3 separate regions of the Mus musculus genome follow, and regions 1 and 3 are each linked to region 2. A link is a contact called in public Hi-C data. All regions are on one chromosome and are shown on one strand. The core of a region is the stretch at or near the end of the contact, and the rest is flanking DNA. Distances in the headings are between cores, read along the strand shown. Region 1 has its middle 15 kb from the start of Gm40683. Region 2 overlaps Cabcoco1 (ciliary associated calcium binding coiled-coil 1). Region 3 holds the start of Cabcoco1 (ciliary associated calcium binding coiled-coil 1).

Region 1 (2,700 bases), core at 164-2,663, 76 kb after region 2:
GAGCAAGCCTAAACTCAGCTTCAATCATTTCTCATACCGAGAAGTGTGCTGGTCCATGCTGACCCCTCCCCAGAAATCACAAATCTGCAGATTTTCATTTAAATACTAGTAACTGGGGGTTCCTCACAAGTGGTCTTGCCAGACGCAGCAGTCTGCATGAAATGTCACCAGAAAAGTCCAAGAGGTGTAGTCTACCTTGACTTAACCTTCAGGAATTCAAGGTAATGTACACACACACACACACACACACACACACACACACACACACACACACACACATTCCCTGTAAAGCAATGTTCTCAACCTTCCTAATGCTGCAACTCTTCAATGCAGTTCCTCATGCCGTGGTGACCCCCCTCCCACCTCAACCATAAAATTATTTTTGTTGCTACTTCATAACTACAATTTCACCACTGTTATGAATCTTGATGTAAATATCTGGTATGCAGGATATCTGATACATGACCCAGGTGAAGTGGCCATTCGACCTCCAAAGGCGTTGCAACATCCAGGTTGAGAACTGCTACTTAAAGCATAAAACCAAGCGGAGGCCCGCATGAAGCACAGTAAGCATGTATGTCACATGAAATGCCTGGCCTCCTGCTTTCATTTCTGCAGCTTCCCAGAGCCCAGCCAAGCCCATGTCCACTCCAGAGAGTGCGGAATGTCCTGCCACATTGCTAACTTCAAGTATTTAACACAGGGTGAACTTCTAAACAAGAGCTTAACCTCTTCCTAAGCAAGGAGACCTGGTTATGCATTGGTCGGATATGTTCCTTCTTTTTCTCCTGGCTTCAAGGTAGCCATTCAAATATTTTTAACATCTTCAGAAACCTCCAGGTCATCTTGTTTCCTGCCGTGATGGCCATGAAGGGCTCATGACAAGAAACTGTTTCCTGTACCTCGAAGAAAGTTCTCACTGGGTCGTTGCCAGATGAGTGATTTCTTCATCGCTTCTGTTCTTCCTCTGTCCTTAACTCCCACTTGCAGTCAATCTGGGATCTAGGGTTTTTTCCTAAGACATGCCTCTGGAGGCCATTGAGCTCATCTGAACACTTCCATCTATGTTGAGAAATCCTCTCTTTTATCAGTCGCTTATACTACAAAATCGATGCCCATCGTTCATCTGAAGGAAGCAACAGATTCACATGGCTTCTCTCTCCATGTTCCTGGACAGTTGCAATATAATGAGACTGATACTCTCATTGAGGTGTATTCACTCATAAAAGTCTGCAGGCAAAGGGTCTTGAACTGATCCAACAAAGAACGGGCTTTTCCCACTGTAGAGAAAGAAGGTGAGAACTGTTAACTATCATCGTCACTCTGCAAAAATTACCGTTGGAAAGGCCCACATTCGAGTGACAGCTCCCCTGGGAAGGTTACTTCCTCATTACAGCCTTGCTTCATTGATTGATCTACAAAGACGAAATAAAATGAATGAAGTAAACAGTGCGCTGAGTGCTCAGCACACCTCTGGCTTTTATTGGAGTACCTGTTGCTTTTATTCTAGAAACATCTCATGCGTTATCTAAATTCTACTTGAGTCGCTGACTTTTCTTTGAGGCTACTATTCACCCCAAGCCCACAATCTTGCCCCCTTTCAAACTCTGATGCAATTGATCTTAATCTCACCTGTATGGCCTTCCCCCTTGCCATCCCATAATGCCTGGCCCATAGATGGTACATGTTTGTGGAGTTTTAAATTGTCCCCATCTGGCCTCTCTTGTTTAATCTGAATGCAGGCCCTTTCTTTACTTTCTGTCTCTCTGCCAGGCTAACAGGAATACTATACAACCAAGACAACTGGATAATCAGGTAACTACCATGTCCCTGAGACTGGGGGACAGTACATTGCTCCTCATTTAACCAAAACTACACAGAACTTCCTTGCTTGCTCTATGGATACTCATTGACTCATCTTCTACCTATTTATAGGTACAAGTCCTTGGATATAAGCTGAGGAATGGGGTGGATGTCATCTTTACTCCTTGCTCTCAGGGAGGTGACATGCCAGTCTGGAAAGATGGTCTGTGCGATCATCTTGTTGTCCATTTGACTGGATCTAGAACCAACTGAAAGACAAGCTGTTGGCCAACACCTGTGAAGAATGCTCTTTATTTGGTAATAGGAAGTAGGAAAACCTGCCACAGATACAGATGGCTCCTTCTGCTGTCATCACGGGCAGCGGAGAGATGTGAAGAAAAGGCTTTGCTTTTTGCCCACACATCTTCCCGCTCAAGGCTGAGCTCCTATACACCATTGCATCCCTTCCCTGATACGAGAACCAGCTTCTCCCAGCTCCAGCATGGACTGGAGACAACTGTCTGCCTAGGGATGCACTAGGCTGTCAGCACCAGCTTTGCAGACTGAGTTACTCCCAAGTTCTAAACCTTAGGCTACCAAGATCCTCTGGTACATGCCAATCTAATGAATCTCCCTTGGATATATAGTCAGTCTTCGTATTCTGTTCTTCTAGAGAGCCCTTGTGGTCACAACAGTAAGCCAGCCACCTGAATGAGGATAGCTGTACACATGCTACAAAGGGACAATACAGTCAGGTTCATCTCAGGGCTAGATAGCTCATTATTCTGTCACATCTAATCTCTCCTTCTGTCACATCTAATCTCTCCTATCTTTCTATCCTTTTCACTCTTGAGCCAATTTCCCTAAGTCAAATTCCCTTAAAACCAAATCACAATG
Region 2 (2,700 bases), core at 156-2,655:
CTTCTCTTGGTGAGTACCTCGATGGGAGATGTGTAAGTACATACGTAATTACGTACGTACGTACGTACGTACGTGCGTGCGTGCGTGCGTGCAGTTGGGAGGTGTGTATGAAGAGATCTTCTTACCATGGAGCACACATGCAGGCCAGAGGACAACTCTGGAGTTAGTTTTCTCTGTCCCCACCTTTCACGGGGTCTGGGACTTAAATTCAGGCTGCCAGCTTTTCATGACAAACACCATTATCTTCTGAGCAACCTCAAGGCCCCTCCATCCTTTTTTAACCATCCTCTCTCTAAAAAATATCTACTGAGCACCCGCAGTGTGTTTAGTCACTTTGCACTTTGTAAAACAAGTTAGAAAACGTTGGCAATTCTTACAACTGGAGCCTGAGGTCTGTGAAGGCAAGAACTTGGGCTTCAAAGATGCAAACGAGCAGGGTCAAGAAAGGCAAAGGTATGTGGACACTTTCCCCCTTCTTAGAATTGGGATCAAAACACCCATGGAAGGAGTTACAGAGACAACGTTTGGTGCTGAGATGAAAGGATGGATCATCTAGAGACTGCCATATCCGGGGATCCATCCCAAAATCAGCTTCCAAACGCTGACACCATTGCATACACTAGCAAGATTTTGCCTAACGGACCCAGATAGAGCTGTCTCTTGTGAGACTATGCCAGGGCCTAGCAAACACAGAAGTGGATGCTTACAGTCAGCTATTGGATGGATCACAGGGCCCCCAATGGAGGAGCTAGAGAAAGTACCCAAGGAGCTAAAGGGATCTGCAATCCTATAGGTGGAACAACAATATGAACAAACCAGTACCACCACCCCCCCCCCCCGCCCTGAGCTCGTGTCTCTAGCTACATATGAATCAGAAGATGGCCTAGTCGGCCATCAGTGGAAAGAGAGGCCCATTGGTCGTGCAAACTTTATATGCCTCAGTACAGTGGAACGACAGGGCCAAGAAGTGGGAGTGGATGGGTGGGGGAGTGGGTGGGGGAGTGTGTGGGGGACTTTGGGGATAGCATTGGAAATGTAAATGAAATAAATACCCAATTAAAAAAAAACATTAGAAAAAAAAAAAAAGAAAAGAAAGGCAAAGAGCCAAAGTAAGGCAGATGTATAAACATTGTGGAGCTGTTCCCGAAGAGCTTCCTGGATGATTGAGCGTTAGGCCTGGGCAGAGGGAATAATTACTCTACTTTGTGTCCTGTAGAAGTGAAGCCACTGATATCAGTAAGGTAAAGAAGCTGGAAAACGGGGGAGGCTTGAAAAGACAATAACATAGGGTAAGTGGGCAAGCCCAGGCCTGCCCAGTAAAACTCCAGAACACACAGGCTGTACAGCTGAGATATGCTATATCACTACAGGAAAACACTGGGTCTGGGCAGCTTCTGACGACTTGTGTAAACAGAGCAAAGGCCGTTTGAAATTCAGCAACATGGAATGTGTCTTCTGTAACTGGACCAGAGATGACCTAAAGCAGTTCAGAAGGACTTCACAAAGAAACTGCTCTCACTCTCGATAGAAGCAGGAGGAGTCTGTCCAGGATTTCAATATACATCAGGCTGGGTTGGAGTAGGGTAAAGGGAGCCTGGATATCTAGAACATTCCAGCTTAGAATCTAGATATCACCAAAATACTTCCGAGCTGTGTTTAAGAGTAAACGGGCAGAGTCTGCTAAATATAGGCAAAAAGTTTTCTTAGAGAACTCGGTGTGTAAAGAGGAAGGACCCAGACTCCTCCAAAGTGAGTCTGCCTTTACTGTAACAACATCCAGAAAGTGACCTGCAGCGCCGCCTCTGACACAGGAAGCCCCTTTTCCCTGTCAGCCTGAAGACTGCCCCTAATAATACAATTTAGGACTCAACTAGGAGATATTAAAACAGGTAGCAGGGGGACCAAGCAGAGCTAACCAGAGAGGGAAATATTTATACCTATGATAACATGTTTCCTAGTAATAATTTATGAGCCTACTGGAGACGAGAGAAGCACACAAACGAGGAGTAAGACAAAAAAGAAAGCAAGAGATCTGAAATGTAAACATCATGCCTTTGGCAAACTCTCTTCAGTTAAAAAGGACAGGACGGCTGGGGTTGACTAAAGCAAATGGCTACATTTCCCTGGTCTCTTGCTTCCTCCATGCTAAGGGTTACGGGCTGATTTACAACTTCCTGTGTTGTTTTTCAAATCTATATTTGTCAGCACATTTTTTTAATGTCAGATTACTTAAAATAGATACGCCGGGTCTTCAAAGTCAGGGACAATGACAGCATTGACTTCTCTCAAAGTTTCGTAGCACTTTATAAACATCCTAACCGTTTAGCCTCCTGAACGCTAGATTTCTAGATGAAACTCATTTTACTAAACTTTTAAGAAGGCTTCCCACCCCCTTTCCCAATTTTCTTGATGACTGTGGAGTTCAACCAGAACTCTTTGAAGTTAAAATGAGCCAAATAAACTCTGCCTCAGCCTCATCTTACACAGGGACTTTACGCTGTCAAAACAACAGAAAGTATCCCTGGTCACCCCCCCCCCCCGCTGCTCCCCTCCCCGCCCCCGCCAAAAGAATAAAACCAAAAAGATTTAGTGTCTTCCATTGTAGTTCTGCTTCCATCCGTCATGGTGTGTTGTCTCCAGTAATTTCTGCAAACCACAGGTAGGTAGTTGTTCAGGGAAAGAGAGAATATTATTCTCCAC
Region 3 (2,700 bases), core at 53-2,552, 95 kb before region 2:
AACTATGAATTGACTGTATTTTCACTAATTGAACACATTCTAAAATCCTTTTAAAGTGGGGTTAAAAGTCATAGCCATGTTGTTGAGTTAATACTTTGTACTGAGAACTCAGTCAGTCCCTCGAAGAGTAAAAATTCCAAGGAAAAGCGACATTACAACCTGCTTGAAGAGATGGAATGTCTGTGAATTAAGCTACAGATGACTCTTGAATAGAGGTGGGCTATACCAGGATTTGGGTTGTTTAAACTACGAAAACACTTGAGGGACAGACATGGTTATAAAGCTACGTACAAGAACATGTTAAATTTTCTCTGAAAGGCAACTGGAGAGAAGCATTCTGATTTGGTAAGCTGGTGGCTTTGCACAGCATGTATCCAGCCAGGAAAGTTTAACACAGACACCAGCACTGTGAACACTAGGAGGTGACAAGATCCCCTGAACATTTCTAATACAATAATCGGTTTGATCTCTTTGGAAAGCTTTGAAGCCGTTAGGGGTTGGGATTTTGTTGTATGCGTGGAGGAACCGACCCCGTAGTGTATGGATTTGACAGTAAGCGTCTTGCGTGGGTAGCAGCCTCCAAGCAGGTAAATGTATGGTGCATCCCGCAGCCAAAGGAAGCATTGAATAACCAAAAAATATCCAAATATGTAGGATCGGGCTTGTAGCTCAGTGGTTAAGGTGTTTACCCAGGACTCGGGTGACACTGGGTTCAGTGTGTGCTTGCATAAATTGGGTATGGTGCCCTTGATTGTAAGCTCTTGGGAGCTGGAGGTAGGAGGTCAGCAATTCAAGATCCTCTTCAGCCTGGGCTACCAAGGTGGAGTGGGTGGAGGGAGGCTCTTCATACTCCCAATCTAATACCTCCTTGTTTAGAGTCTTTGTATTATGGAAATTTCAAACAGTTGCTAGAGGAGACAGTGTTCTAACCCCACCTCTTCCGCAATTTTAATTCACAAGTCCATTTGCCTCTCTCGGTATTTTGAAGTAAGTTGCAGATTGCCCCTTCCATCACTAGCTAAATATACACCTCTAAAATTAGAGTCAGTTTTTCCTACTGAAGACCACAATGCCACGGATCAGACTTTTAAACGTTATAAAAATTGCTTAAGATCAACCATTAAGAGCCAGAGCCCCCAAATCGCTTATCGTCTCCCTTTTAGAGTTAGCTTTCTGTGTCAACTCCAGAATTGCTTCTGAAGTAAATTTCTCAGTTTCCACTGTAATTCGAGCAGCAGGTGGCCTCACGGGCTCCCGTGAGTGGGCGGGGCCTGAGCTTCGGTTAGGCGTCACTGCCTCCCACCACGGTTGCCTTGGCGATGAAGGCTGCTTCCTCTAAAGAAAACGTGTCAGGGTCGTCCACAGGATTGACCTCCTGGGCGTTGACCACCCCTGGGGTGTCGCCAGTAGGCAGCACTTCTGACTCTGAGGTATGTGTCCCTTTCCGGGAAGTCCAGTACCGGGTCCTTGGCTAACACCAAGGTCACTCAAGGTCAAGGTCAGAGCTGCCTGGGACTCAAGCGGTAAAGGCTTGCAAGCTGATCCTTGGGGCAGAGGTCTCCAGGACCCCTGAAGCTCACACAGACCCTGTGAGCTTACTCTGGAAAGTTCCAGGCTCACGCAGCCTCACAGATATGCAAATCTTTAACTGGAAAAACAAAAAGTAATCTCTGATCTTAAAGGGGACCCGTCCCTTTTTGCAAGTGCCATTGATTGACTGGGAAGATCAACAACTGTTCAAAGGGTGTTAAAGATTGCTGCTTTCTGAGTGAGTCATGGTTAGTTTCTGTTGTCACCTGTCCCTGTCCCAGGAGACAAGACCAAACACCCTGAGCTGAGAGTCTGTTCTCTGCCCCTGGCCTCATGGCTCATAGTGAATTTGTCCCTGGTACTCCAGGGACCTCTTGGGTAACACAAGGTCATCTACCACCCCCTCCTAGCACCAGCTATCAATGTGTGTGGAGCATTAACTCATCGTGACCCTAGACTTAATGCTTAAAGGGTTATTACTATTGCATTTTCACTTATTTGTGGGTGGGTGGATGAAAGTCCCAGTCCCAGTGCTCAGTGTGGAAGTCAGAGGACCACTTGATGGTTGTCCATATGCGTCCTAGTGATGAAGGTCAGGTGTTCAGTTTTGGCAGAAGGTGCTGCACTCCTTGCTAAGAATTTAACCGCAAGTGCATCAGCTAAGCCATCTTTTTTTTTTTTTTACTGTTTAAATCTCCTCACTGAGTCTATCAAGTACAGTTTCCATGAGGTTATTTTTTCCCTTCCTTTTTTTTTTTAAAGACTCTGAGGAGTGAATAATGAAGTGTTAATTAACACAGCTTTGTTCAGCTTCCATATTAGTCCAAACAACAACAGTCTTTGTGAAGAAGATAAGTATTTCGCTGCAGACTCAGCAGTCAGGAAGCACAAAGCCAGTAATTTCATGCCTTCCTCTTCAACAAGGGAGCAAGCAAGCCAGTCCCACTCCACCCCCTCCAAGTCCCCCAGTACTGCAGGCAGACCGCTAAGCCTGCAGGGTCTCCCATGAGCCTTTCTAAATAAAATTAGCATACATTAAATGCACATTTTAACATGATAAACTGGATCCTAAGCTCATTCCTCCCTTGTGATCGCTAATGTAAGTTAACATAATTTTTAAACCAGCATAGAAAACTTTCCAATTAAATTCTGTGTCGTTTAAACATATAC

Evidence for each region. A called contact is a pair of places that touch in the nucleus more often than the background predicts.
Region 1: a contact with region 2 is called in a Hi-C map of B cells, with 2.3 times the contacts expected there. The contact joins two enhancer-like sites. A contact is called at or near these places in 20 of 484 Hi-C or Micro-C datasets (the AML12 cell line, B cells, CD4 T cells and 14 more) and 2 of 115 datasets of contacts at active chromatin or transcription factors (embryonic stem cells and pancreatic cancer cells).
Region 3: a contact with region 2 is called in a Hi-C map of liver, with 3 times the contacts expected there. The contact joins the promoter of Cabcoco1 here to the enhancer-like site in region 2. A contact is called at or near these places in 2 of 39 promoter capture datasets (liver and pre-B cells), 1 of 15 datasets of contacts at CTCF or cohesin (the NIH/3T3 cell line), 11 of 484 Hi-C or Micro-C datasets (CD4 T cells, CD8 T cells, LSK cells and 7 more) and 2 of 9 other capture datasets (liver and pancreatic islet).

Annotation. Positions count from the first base shown.
Region 1 is chr10:68,369,859-68,372,558 of GRCm38.p6, reverse strand. No RefSeq gene overlaps it. Among named protein-coding and RNA genes, the nearest start is that of Gm40683, 15 kb to the left of the region's middle. Within about 2 kb of position 1,413, at least 5 of the 459 cell types and tissues checked have an H3K27ac peak or open chromatin away from gene starts, as enhancers often do. A contact at or near this core is called in B cells, where this site is marked.
Region 2 is chr10:68,445,531-68,448,230 of GRCm38.p6, reverse strand. All of the region lies in intron 5 of Cabcoco1 (ciliary associated calcium binding coiled-coil 1), which reads left to right. Among named protein-coding and RNA genes, the nearest start is that of Gm40683, 60 kb to the right of the region's middle. Within about 2 kb of position 1,405, at least 135 of the 459 cell types and tissues checked have an H3K27ac peak or open chromatin away from gene starts, as enhancers often do. A contact at or near this core is called in B cells, CD8 T cells, LSK cells and 6 more, where this site is marked.
Region 3 is chr10:68,540,477-68,543,176 of GRCm38.p6, reverse strand. It overlaps Cabcoco1 (ciliary associated calcium binding coiled-coil 1), which reads left to right and starts at 1,302. Exons shown (of 8, transcript NM_028491.1): 1 at 1,302-1,430. The coding sequence starts at 1,320.